2 separate regions of the Sus scrofa genome follow, and region 1 is linked to region 2. The links are chromatin contacts, called in public HiChIP or PLAC-seq maps. All regions are on one chromosome and are shown on one strand. The core of a region is the stretch at or near the end of the contact, and the rest is flanking DNA. Distances in the headings are between cores, read along the strand shown. Region 1 has its middle 74 kb from the start of GNAQ. Region 2 overlaps GNAQ (G protein subunit alpha q).

Evidence for each region. HiChIP or PLAC-seq counts read pairs in DNA pulled down with a chosen protein or histone mark.
Region 1: an H3K27ac HiChIP or PLAC-seq map of alveolar macrophages shows a contact between it and region 2. The contact joins two enhancer-like sites. A contact is called at or near these places in 11 of 47 Hi-C or Micro-C datasets (alveolar macrophages, embryonic fibroblasts, epiblast stem cells and 5 more) and 1 of 2 datasets of contacts at active chromatin or transcription factors (alveolar macrophages).

Annotation. Positions count from the first base shown.
Region 1 is chr1:230,977,841-230,983,324 of Sscrofa11.1, forward strand. No RefSeq gene overlaps it. Among named protein-coding and RNA genes, the nearest start is that of GNAQ, 74 kb to the left of the region's middle. Within about 2 kb of position 2,986, at least 10 of the 83 cell types and tissues checked have an H3K27ac peak or open chromatin away from gene starts, as enhancers often do. A contact at or near this core is called in alveolar macrophages, where this site is marked.
Region 2 is chr1:230,851,277-230,856,841 of Sscrofa11.1, forward strand. All of the region lies in intron 1 of GNAQ (G protein subunit alpha q), which reads right to left. Among named protein-coding and RNA genes, the nearest start is that of GNAQ, 53 kb to the right of the region's middle. Within about 2 kb of position 2,150, at least 16 of the 83 cell types and tissues checked have an H3K27ac peak or open chromatin away from gene starts, as enhancers often do. A contact at or near this core is called in alveolar macrophages, where this site is marked.

The DNA of each region.
Region 1 (5,484 bases), core at 1,736-4,235, 130 kb after region 2:
CCTTTGTGGCCCAGTGGTTAACGAACCTGATTAGGATCCAGGAAGATGCAGGTTTGATCCCTTGCCTTGCTCAGTGGGTTAAGGACCTAGAGTTGCCATGAGCCGTGGTGTAGGTTGCAGACATGGCTCGGATCCCACATTGCTGTGGCTGTGGTGTAGGCCAGCAGCTGCAGCTCTGATTCGGCCCCTGACCTGGGAACCTCCATACGCCACAGGTGTGACCCTAAAAAGAAAAAAAAAAAAAAACCAAAAAACAAAACAAAACAAACCCCCACAAAAACAAACAAGAAAAAAACAAACAAAACCCAAAAAACTTGTATACAGAATATATGAAGATTTATCACAATAAAACAATAACAAAATGATTTTTTTTTTGGCTTTGTCTGTGGCATGTGGAAGTTCCTGGGCCAGGGATCCAACCCAAGCCACAGCAGAAACCTGAGCCACAGCAGTGACAGTGCTGAGTCCTTAACCAGTAGGCTACCAGGGAACTCCATGATTTTTTTTTTTTTAATGAACAAAGATTTGAACAGACACTTCACTAAAGAAGATACATGGATAGCTAATAAGCACATGAAAGATGTCCAACATTATTAGTCATTTTGGAAATACAAATTAAAACCATGAAAAAACACTAGACTTAACAGAATACCTTTTTAAAGAAAAGAAACTGACAACTCCATGCTGATGGAGATGATGGGCACCTGAAATTTCAGCTATGCTGCTGGAAAAGCAGTGGTCCACTCCCTCTGGAAAGTCTCAAATAATGAAATATAGGTGCTGACGTTGAAATCTGGCAGTCCATGAGGAAGTGGTAAGGGCAAGAGAGTATGGGTCGGGTACACGCGGCATCTGTTTGCATCCCCTTGTAATTGTATTTCACTTCCCAATTTACTGAGGGCTCTGTTGGGTTCTTGCAAGTAGGCCAATCCAACCATAAAAATTCACCGTCTTACATCTCCCACAAGGCTTTTTACATGACTTTGACTAAGGGACACAAGAAAGAGGAGAGAAAACAGGGTGTCTACCACCAATTCCAGACACAGTCACACCAATGGCCTGCACAGCAGTGTCCAGGGTATTTTGGGGTGAGTCTGCTCTGTCTCTAGAAGGGAATGGCCAGGTTTGCCAGGAGGATTCTCAGATTCCACACTCTCACTGAGGTTCCTGAGTGAGCCTAGTGAAGAACAAGAAGGAGCAGGAAGAGGGGGAGGGAGAAGGAGGGAAGGAAAGGGAAAGAGCAAGAGCCCCTACACCCCTGCCAGTGCCGGGCAGGTTCCCTCCATGTGGAAGGAAGCCCAGAGTGTGCTCTTCACAGCTTAAAATCCTGCGGGAACTTGTGCCCACATCTGCATCTCCTTTACCAACTCCTCTAGAGCTGCTGCCCTGCACCAAATATTACTCATATGTATAGAAGATTTAAATACTGATCACGATGCTTATGAATTTTTTCTTTCTTTCTTTTTTTTTAAAGGGCCGCACCTGTGGCATATGGAAGTTCCCAGGCTAGGGGTCAAATCGGAGCTATAGCTGCTGACCTACACCACAGCCACAGCCACATGGGGTTTGAGCCGCGCCTGCGACCTACACCACAGATCATGGCAACGCCAGATCCTTAACCCACTGAGAGAGGCCAGGGATCGAACCTGTATCCTCATGGATATTAGTTGGGTTTGTTACCGCTGAGCCAAAACGAGAACTCCTCTTATGAATCTTGAAAGTCCTAAATCCTGTCCTTCCGTCTACTATGGTAGACAAGGATGTAAAAAGTAAAAAAAAAGAAATCCCTAGGAAAGTGCCTACTTAATTTCATCTCTATCCTCTGGCAACTCAAGTAGGTAAATTAAAAAAATCAACTTTGGTAGTATAATTTGTATGTGATAAAATGCACGCAATTTAATATGTACAACTTGATGCATTTTAACAAATGTGTATTTCCGTATGTAAGCACCCTTATAATTGAGATAACAGATCATTTTCGTCATGCCAAAACATACCTATTGCAGCCAATCTCTGCTCCCAGGAAAATGCAGCTTTGCTTTTTGTTACTATAGATTAGTTTTGCCTTTTCTAGAATTTCACATGGAGGAATTATACATTATCATGCTTTTATATCTGATTTCTTTTGCTCACTCTAATTTTTGAAATTCAAAGAGTGTGCATGTTAGTAGCTCACTCCTTTTTTATGGTGAATAGTATTCCAGACCATTTTTTAACATAAGAACAATTTTTTCATCACTGGATTATGAGGTAGGCAGGATAGCAAGCTTAAATGCCTAGAGAAGCCAGTCACGTAATATAAGTGAGAGAAAGAGGCTGGTGTAAGAAAATTTATGCTCAAAATACTAGACGCTCTTGTTGTATCTTTATTTTCTAGAGAAAAATTTTTCTTTAACTGTGAGGAAAATATAAGTATGATGACAGATGGTAACTGACATGATTTTAGGGGGATAGCAAGGAATGAAAGAGATTGTGGCAATTTACAAAGCCCCCCCTCCCTTTTGTGTGCCAATTGGCATGAGGAGGTTCCTGGGCACAGATCGAATCTGTGTCACAGCAGTGACAAGTGCCAGATCTTTAACCACTAGGTCACCAGCAAACTCTAGTACCCATATTCTTAGGGAAGCAACTTTGCTACGTGCGAATGGGGGACGAGGTTTCAAATCTTACTGTCCTGGAGAATCAGGAAACCTGGATTTGTATGCAGAATCTTAGTTTTAAATGTGGGAAATAAATTTAAATTTTATTTAAACACTGGGCAGGCCCCCTCACTCCCACCCCCACCCCAAATCCAGGTGCCAGATTTGGATGAGGAAACAGGAGGCACTGCATTGTGTCCTCTTATGGCACAGACTAAACGCTGGCCCAAGCCACCCCCCACCCCAGTGTGCTTTCTGGAGAACCACTCTGGTGGTAATGGGGACCTCCCAGCCTAAAGGAAGCCCAGGGTTGGCTCACCTCATTGGCTGCAGGGAAGAGAAAGTAAAAAAGAGAAGCAAAAGTCATTCCAAGGTCCCAAGAAGAGAGGAAGTGCATATTTGCTACAAGCCAGTTATTATTACCTTTCATTTCTCCCACACTGCAGCAGTGTGGGAATACATACATTGAAATCACCTGGCACAGAGAAGCTGCAGAGGCCCAGATCCCCTCTCAATATACTTAATTAGAATCTCTAGTGGCTGGGCCCACTGTGGATTTCGTATCCACACTGAAGTCTGATGCCCACTGCATTGGATTTTTCCGCCTTTAGTACAAGCGGTTCGGTCGGCATTAGGAGTCCGTGTGGTTCTACATCTACGACACCTCCTTTATGGGAAGAACATTAACAGAGACAAGATAAGGTCTTGTGTGCCCCCTAGGGGTTAGCTTGGACAATGAATAGCTTTAGAGATTTAGAGTAGCTTTTAGATTTTCAGAGGTGTCAGAAACAAATATAATAGGTAGTATTTTTGAGCCTTTATTGGCCTCAGGCATTGTGAGTGGCCACTCACATGAATGATTTCATTTAAGTCCAGGAGGCAGGTGATATATCCGCTTTCTACGGGGGAGGAAATTCACCTGTAAATCCAGTGCTGTGGTTGATCATGCGGTCTCCCTCAATATAATTTCTTCTCTTGGCTTCCAGGATATCGTACGCTTTCACATTTGCTACCATTTCACTGGTTCTTCCTCCTTAGTTGTCATTTCAGTCCTCCCATTCTCCAAGACCTATTAATTTTGGAGCACCCCAGGGATCAGTCCTTGGTTTTCTTCTTTTCCTGTAGCAACTTTCTTTCCTTCTTTTTTTTTTCTGTCTTTTCTAGGACCGCACCTGAGGCACATGGAGGTTCCCAAGCCAGGGGTAGAATTGGAGCTGTAGCTGCCAGCCTACGCCAGAGCCACAGCCCCAGCAACACCAGATCCGAGCTGCGTCTGCGACCTACACCACAGCTCACCACAACGCTGGATCCCTAACCCACTGAGCAAGGCGCCAGGGATTGAACCCTCAACCTCATGGTTTCTAGTTGGATTCGTTTCCGCTGCACCTCCATGGGAACTCCTGTACCAACTTTCTGAGTGACAATGACTCCCAAATGTCTATCTTGTGACCAAACTCTCTCCTGAAACGTAGATTCATATATGCAGCTCCCTACTGGGCATGTCCACTTGGATGTCTCAAATTTAACATGCCTAGGAGTGAGGTTCTCATCTTCTCCTACAGACCTATCCCCTACCAGGTTTTCCCTATACAGTTGATGAGATGCCATCCTTCCAACTGCTCATACCAGAAACCTTGGTCTCCTACCTACTCCTCTCATGCACACCACTCCCCTCCACCCCTACAGCCTCCACCAATGTTTGAGTCCTCATCATCTCTCACCTGGATTATTACAGCACCGCCCCCCGCCGTTCCCATACATGCCATTCAGGAGACTATACCAAACAGAGAAACCAGAATGATCTTTGCAAAATGTAACTCAGATCATATCATTTCTCTGCCTCAACTCCTTCCAGGGCTTTTCCCATTTCATTCAGAATAAATGCTGCAGTCCTTAAAAAGGACAATGAGATCTTTTACCAGTAGGCTTGGCTCTGGGTCTACCTCTGCCCTCCTCTCCTGTTGGACTCCCTCCTCGTTATTCTACTCCAGCCACGTTGGTCTTCAGGCTTTTCCTGGCATGTCCCTGACTTGTTTCTGCTCAAAGACTCTGCCCTGGCTCATCTATCTGCCTGAAATATTCTTTACCCAGAAATCCTTTTACCTAAGTAGTTCACTTGCAAATCTTCACTCCTGTCACCCTCTCAATAAGACTGACCTTGTCTCCTCTATTAAAAATTACAACCTGTAGATTTCCCTGGTAGTGTAGTGGGTTAAGGATCTGGCATGGTCACTGCAGCAGCTCGGGTGGCTGCTGGGGCAGGGGTTCAATCCCTGACCCAGGAACTTCTACATGCTGCAGGGATGGCCAAAAAGAAAAAAAAAAATTAACTCTGAATATAAAATCTTAAGCTTCTAGAATACGGAAGAAAATCTACTGACTTTTATTTTACCAAAGATTTCTTACATAGAAAACCAAAAGAAAAGCCTACAAATGAAAAAAAAAAAAACCTCTATATATCTGAAAAAGGGTTTAATGCCTGGCCTGGGGACTTCCATGTGCGGAAGAATAGCCGAAAATAAAAAAAATTTGCAACCTGCCCCTCCTCCTATATGCCCCAAATCTCTTATCTATCATGTTCTACTTTTCCCTAGCATTTGATGACTTTCCAATGTATTATAAATTTAACTATTATGTTTTTAGTTATTTTTTCTCCCTTCATTAGAATGTAAGCTCCAAGACGGTTTTGTCTGTTTTTTTTTTGTTTGTTTTGTTTTTTTTACTACCATATCCCAAACACATAGATCAACCCCTGAAATACAATAGAAATATTTGATAAATAAGACATGGAAGAGGTACACACCAAGTCCTAAGTATTTCAATAACCCATTTGAGAAGTAAAACT
Region 2 (5,565 bases), core at 900-3,399:
TAAAAATACTCAGGTAAGTGTTCACTGTACTCTTTACATAGCTGCAAATATTCTTGCACAGAGTCTGGAATTATTCAAACTATAAAAATCTAGCCCTCAAATAATAAAGTCAGCTCCTCTGTGTGAAACCTGACTTTGCTGTCTTTGTTATCACTGTGACAACCCTTCTCTGAGTGGCTACGGCCTTGCTGGGATTGCCCTTGGTGCAGCCCGTTTTGTACCGTGTATGCATGTTCATCCTGTTAACCACAACACAAACTCCCTGAGAGCAGGGCACCCCACAGAACCTTGCAAAATACTTTGTATGTGTGTACTTAACATATTTTTGGTGACCAGAGATAAAGTGGAATAATTTTTGTGTGTGGTGAACAAAAAACATTTAAGTCCTATACGTAAATCTTGGATGGACAGCCACATTTAATCATTTTGTCAATTAAGTTTCCATTACTAGCAATTTCTCTTAACTCACCACTCTTACAGAACACTTAACTGGGTGCCAGGAACTGCAACAAGTGCTATATTCAAACAAGTGCTAAACCAATTAAGACACACAACTGTCCTATGACAGTGATCCTATTATATAATCATCCCCGTTTTATAGATGAGGAAAGTGAGGTTTAGAAAAACAAAGCAACTAATCCAAAGTTCCACACTAAGTCAGGGATGGTGCTGGGATTCAAACTCAAGTTCCTGAGACTGGGCTCGTAACTATCTGTCTCTCTAACCATTTCATCCCCTCTCTCCATGTGGCTCCCCACCAGCTTAAGTCAGACCACCACACCATTTTTACCTACAGCTCAGTCCTCCTCAAGATCTCATTTCCTAAACTACACTCTCCTGTACAATGTTATCAGCTTTAAAATGAAGGCAATAGACAGAAGAGTCCTACCAAACTCACACTGCTAGGAGGGTCTTGTCTCGCACATGATTCAGCATATTCCTTTGAAGACCCTTCTGAAAGTGTCCTCTGATCTTGGCTTCAGTGAGAACCAGGCCTTTGTTAAACAACTTTTTAAAGGACACTGCAAACTGTACCTCTGATAAGCCTTCTGGGTGAATAAGCATGTTGCTCAATTTGCACTTCACTGAAATGCTCATGTATGTGTACACCCTGGTTTCATTTACATCCTCCATTTTCGCTTTTTCATCTACTTCTAATTTACAGTATCTTATGTAAAATGAGAGCATCTTTATATTGCTTTGGAGACAAGACAGAATGAAAGCAGAGTGTCCAATAGATGTGTAGCTTGTTTTAAACAATCAAAGCAGAAGGACAATTGGTAGATGGGAGTCAGAGGCCTAACCAGAGGAAAACCCTGGGGGCCCACGGACTTTATTCACCCAACAGGCTTGTTTTTATTGTTTGACTGTGTTGACAGTAGTTTTAATTTTTTTTAATTAGTTGGCGACATTTAAATTCCAAGAGATTTCACATAAATATCCAGAGTCGTTGTTTTCTTGAAAAACTGGAAGGTCTGGAAACCCTAAGCCTGCTCTCCATACATGGCGACGTTTGAAGCTGAACAACAGCTTCAGTGAGCCATGAGATTTTAGAGTTCCCACCCAGATGGTGCCTCCTGTTTAAAACCACCTGTCTCAATCGCCGTGGCATTTGACTTGGCAGCCCTGGACTAAATCAACAGCAAATCAATTCTTGATAGAGAAATCTGCAACTACAATTACTAGGCAGGATTGTCCAGCTGCTGGGGGAACCTCAGAATATATGCTCTTGTATCTTAAAAGATGAGAATTACTTAGAAATCTCGCTAGAAAGAAGCAAAACGGACACTGGAAAAAAGGCAGCTGTTTACACAACCTCCTAAGCCTGGGTGCATCCTTGAGCTACTGGCACTAACTCCCTGCTAGGTTCCTTCCTCAGATGCCATTCCCCACCCAAACCCCACCACTGTACTGCTGTCCCTGGGACCACACAGACTAAGGCTAAAAGCAAAAACAGACAACCAAGTCATCATTCTTCCAGGGCCCCGATCCCAACAAGACCCCCGCCATTCCTTGACTGCCCACCTGGAGGCGCCATGAACACAACAATTCTCCCTTTTCAACGTCAAAACCAAACCACATCCCTTCTTGAAAAACAATGCTGTAGCCATTGTTCAACCCACAGGTATGTGGAGTGTTCAGCAGAGAAGTCCAATTTTCCCCTCGCAGGAAGTTCCTGGAAGGAAGTCGGTGCCCTGAAGTTCAGCCACTCCTCAGACCAGAGAAAACAAAGGCCGTGCAGACATCTATTCTCCAGAATGACTACAGCATCTAGAATAGGAAGCAGGATCCTGAGCCGGCAGGAGCCTTAGTTAGCACAAGTGCTGGGCCTTGCGGGCAGGCTCTAGTCGGAAAAGCCTTCCCTCTTCTTGGCACCTTTGAGGAAGGGTAGAGGGTTCTCTGACACACTTTGATCAGGAACCAAAAGTAAGAACAGTTGATTACTTGAAAAGGATTGTGGGTGTGAGTATTCTGTCACCCCACCCAACCTACCACTGTCCCAATGCTTAGGAAACTACAGCCCTCCATCACTGACAACAGCTGTCCCTGGGAGCTTGGTAATAGCAGTGATGTCACAGTACACATGGAAAGTTATTTCTCACACTGCACAGGCACGACTCTTGAAGTTCTTCTTTTATCCTAAATTATTTTAAAAGCAATGCATATGCAGTTAAATTTTTCCCAACAGAACTAGATGGTAGGTAGTAAGTGGTAAGCGTCTCTAGGCCCATATTTCCCATTTCTATTCCCTTCCATTATTACTGTTCTCACAGTCCTTGAGTGGTTATCAGCTTAACTAAATAACAGGCATATATCTCTTCTTCATTTGTCAACCTCAGACAGAATTTACTGACTTTCTGCCTGCCTCCCTTATACCTACCTCATTTACACCTCCTTCACCTATAATTCTTCCCTCGTTTTCTTGACTGTGCTGTTTTCAGTTCTTCAATTAATTATTTGTTTGTTTCAACAGTATTACACAGTAGTTCTTGATATCCCATCACGGAAGAGAAGGAAATTAGCATCAGACACATCCCCCCCAGCATCTACCTCTCTTTCTCTCCTGCCATCTAGCCACCAACTCTGTCAGCACTTCCTCTCTTTTTGCATTGCCAGGTTTTTAAATCTTGGGTTAGTTGGTTGGTTCTGTTTTTTTTGTTTTTTGTTTTTTTTTCTTTTTCTTTTTCTCCTGTACTTATATTACATCTTCCTTGCCTTGTGTGGAGACTAACCCATGAGCTATTTAGCTACATTTACAACATTATGATTATGCAAGAGTAGAGTTCAACTTGTGGAGAAGGAAACAGAATCCTAGTGTCAATGAACCTGGCTTAACCTCAGGATCAAAAGGGTTCTCCTTTCTTACACTCCAGTAAATGCTCAAAATTATACCATGCTTAAGTTTGCTTTTATTTTCACATTTTTTTGCTTTCCTTTTTTGGCTATACCCACAGTATGGAGAAGATCCCAGATCAGGGATCGAACCTGCGACCCAAGCCACTGCAGCGACAACACTGGATTCTTAAATCAATGAATCACAAGAGAACTCCTATTTTCACATTTTTTTAACCATACAAAACAATTATTTGATTATCTACCATCCTAGTCAATATGCGTATCAATTTGATTTTTTTAAAAATGAAAACCACCTTCATTCAAACTTAATACTATCCTATGTCCATTCCCTTCTAATAAGAGAAACGTACATTATGGCAAACACACAAGGGAATAGTTATTGAGCCAAACAATTCAGCCAATAAAGAGTACCCAAGAGGCCCAAACACTCCAAGGTGTATGTCCAAGGAGAGAGATGTCCAAGGGGAGAGTGAAGAGAAGATACACTTAGCATGGCATTTTTTCTTGCTTTCTTTTTTTTTTTTTTTTTTCTTCCTGGTGAGCAGGCTGGCTTGTGATTTAACTTCTTGGCTACCTAGTTTTTGTTCCTGCTTATTTGCTTTAAAAAACAACATACAAAAATAAAAATCACACATAGTCTTCAGTTATGTATTTGGTGATCTAACAAAACAAAAATTGGTCATAGTACCTAGCAGAGAGAAAATTACTTGTCAGGGGATAAAATAATGTCTGAAACAGACAAAAGTTACAGGAGAGGCAATGCGGCAGGGTAGAAGAACGATGGTTTGGGGGTAAGAAAAAGCTGAGTTTGAATCCTAGATAAATGACTATCCTTGCAGCCTTAGGAGGTTAACTGAAGCTCTCTGAACCTCTGATTTAAAATCTACAAACAGGACTAACACACCTCTTTTGCAGGGGTACTATGAAGACAAAACAGGATGATATGTATAATGCAAACAGGATAGGCCCTTGCGCTTGCAAACCAGTGCTAACACATCAGATCTTACATGCCTAGGAGCGAGTGTCTCTCAAATTAGCTATAATATATGAACACTGAGCATCAAGCTATATTCTTTCAGGTCCTAGGAGGAAAGAGGAGAGTGGAGTGGGCAAGCAGGCATCATTAAGAATCTAATCATAGGAGTTCCCGTCATGGCGCAGTGGTTAACGAATCCGACTAGGAACCATGAGGTTGCGGGTCTGACCCCTGCCCTTGCTCAGTGGGTTAAGGATCCAGCGTTGCCGTGAGCTGTGGTGTAGGTCGCAGACATGGCTCGGATCCCGCATTGCTGTGGCTGTGGTGTAGGCCAGTGACTACAGCTCCGATTAGACCCCTAGCCTGGGAACCTCCATATGCTGCAGAAGCGGCCCTAGAAAAGGCAAAAAGACAAGGAAAAAAAAAAAAATCTTATCATAAAACTAAAGGAAATGTACAAAGTGAAAACAAGACAGAGTACTAGACAAAAAATATAACATTACTACAAAATTATTTTACAGTTAGACTCTCTGGAAGATTTTAAGGACTTTCCTTTGATTGTAATTCTGAACTAGACCTTAGTAGATACAACATTTCGACAAACAACATTTACCTTATCGTAGACAATTAAATCATTCCAAAAGACACCACTTTACTAGCAAAAAGGGAAAAAAAAAAATCCTAACTCACAATTTAACCTAACGTATGGTTTAAAAGAGAGAGAAAGGCTTTGTATGAATTACTCTATAAACTGATCACGGAAGTATGAACTCTAGAACTCTGGACAATGAACACTCTCATATATTGTACATATGCAAGAATCAGGCTCAGAAATGTGGTGTCACTAAAACTTCTCCAAAACCATAGCAATATCTCAAGCTCCACCTCTCACAGTTATATAGATTTTAGATCTGAAATCTAAAGTCTCTTCTTTAATTTGCTTGCACTTGCTTAATCCATGCTACATCAGTGATGTAAACCTAAAACGGTTTCAAACCAAAATGATATTACTAGACTCCTACATGCTCACAAAAATAGCTTCTATTTGAAAGTGAGTGGTGAGGTGTTAGGATCTGGACCACCATCTAAAGGCATGCAATTCTCCATATTTAATTACATTACTGTGTAGTATTATTAGTAAGCCTTTTCTTTCATTATTTCTTGGCCTTCCACTGGTTCTCCATAAGCTCATGATACATCTACTTTGCATTTCTACTCACTGTCAGTATTCT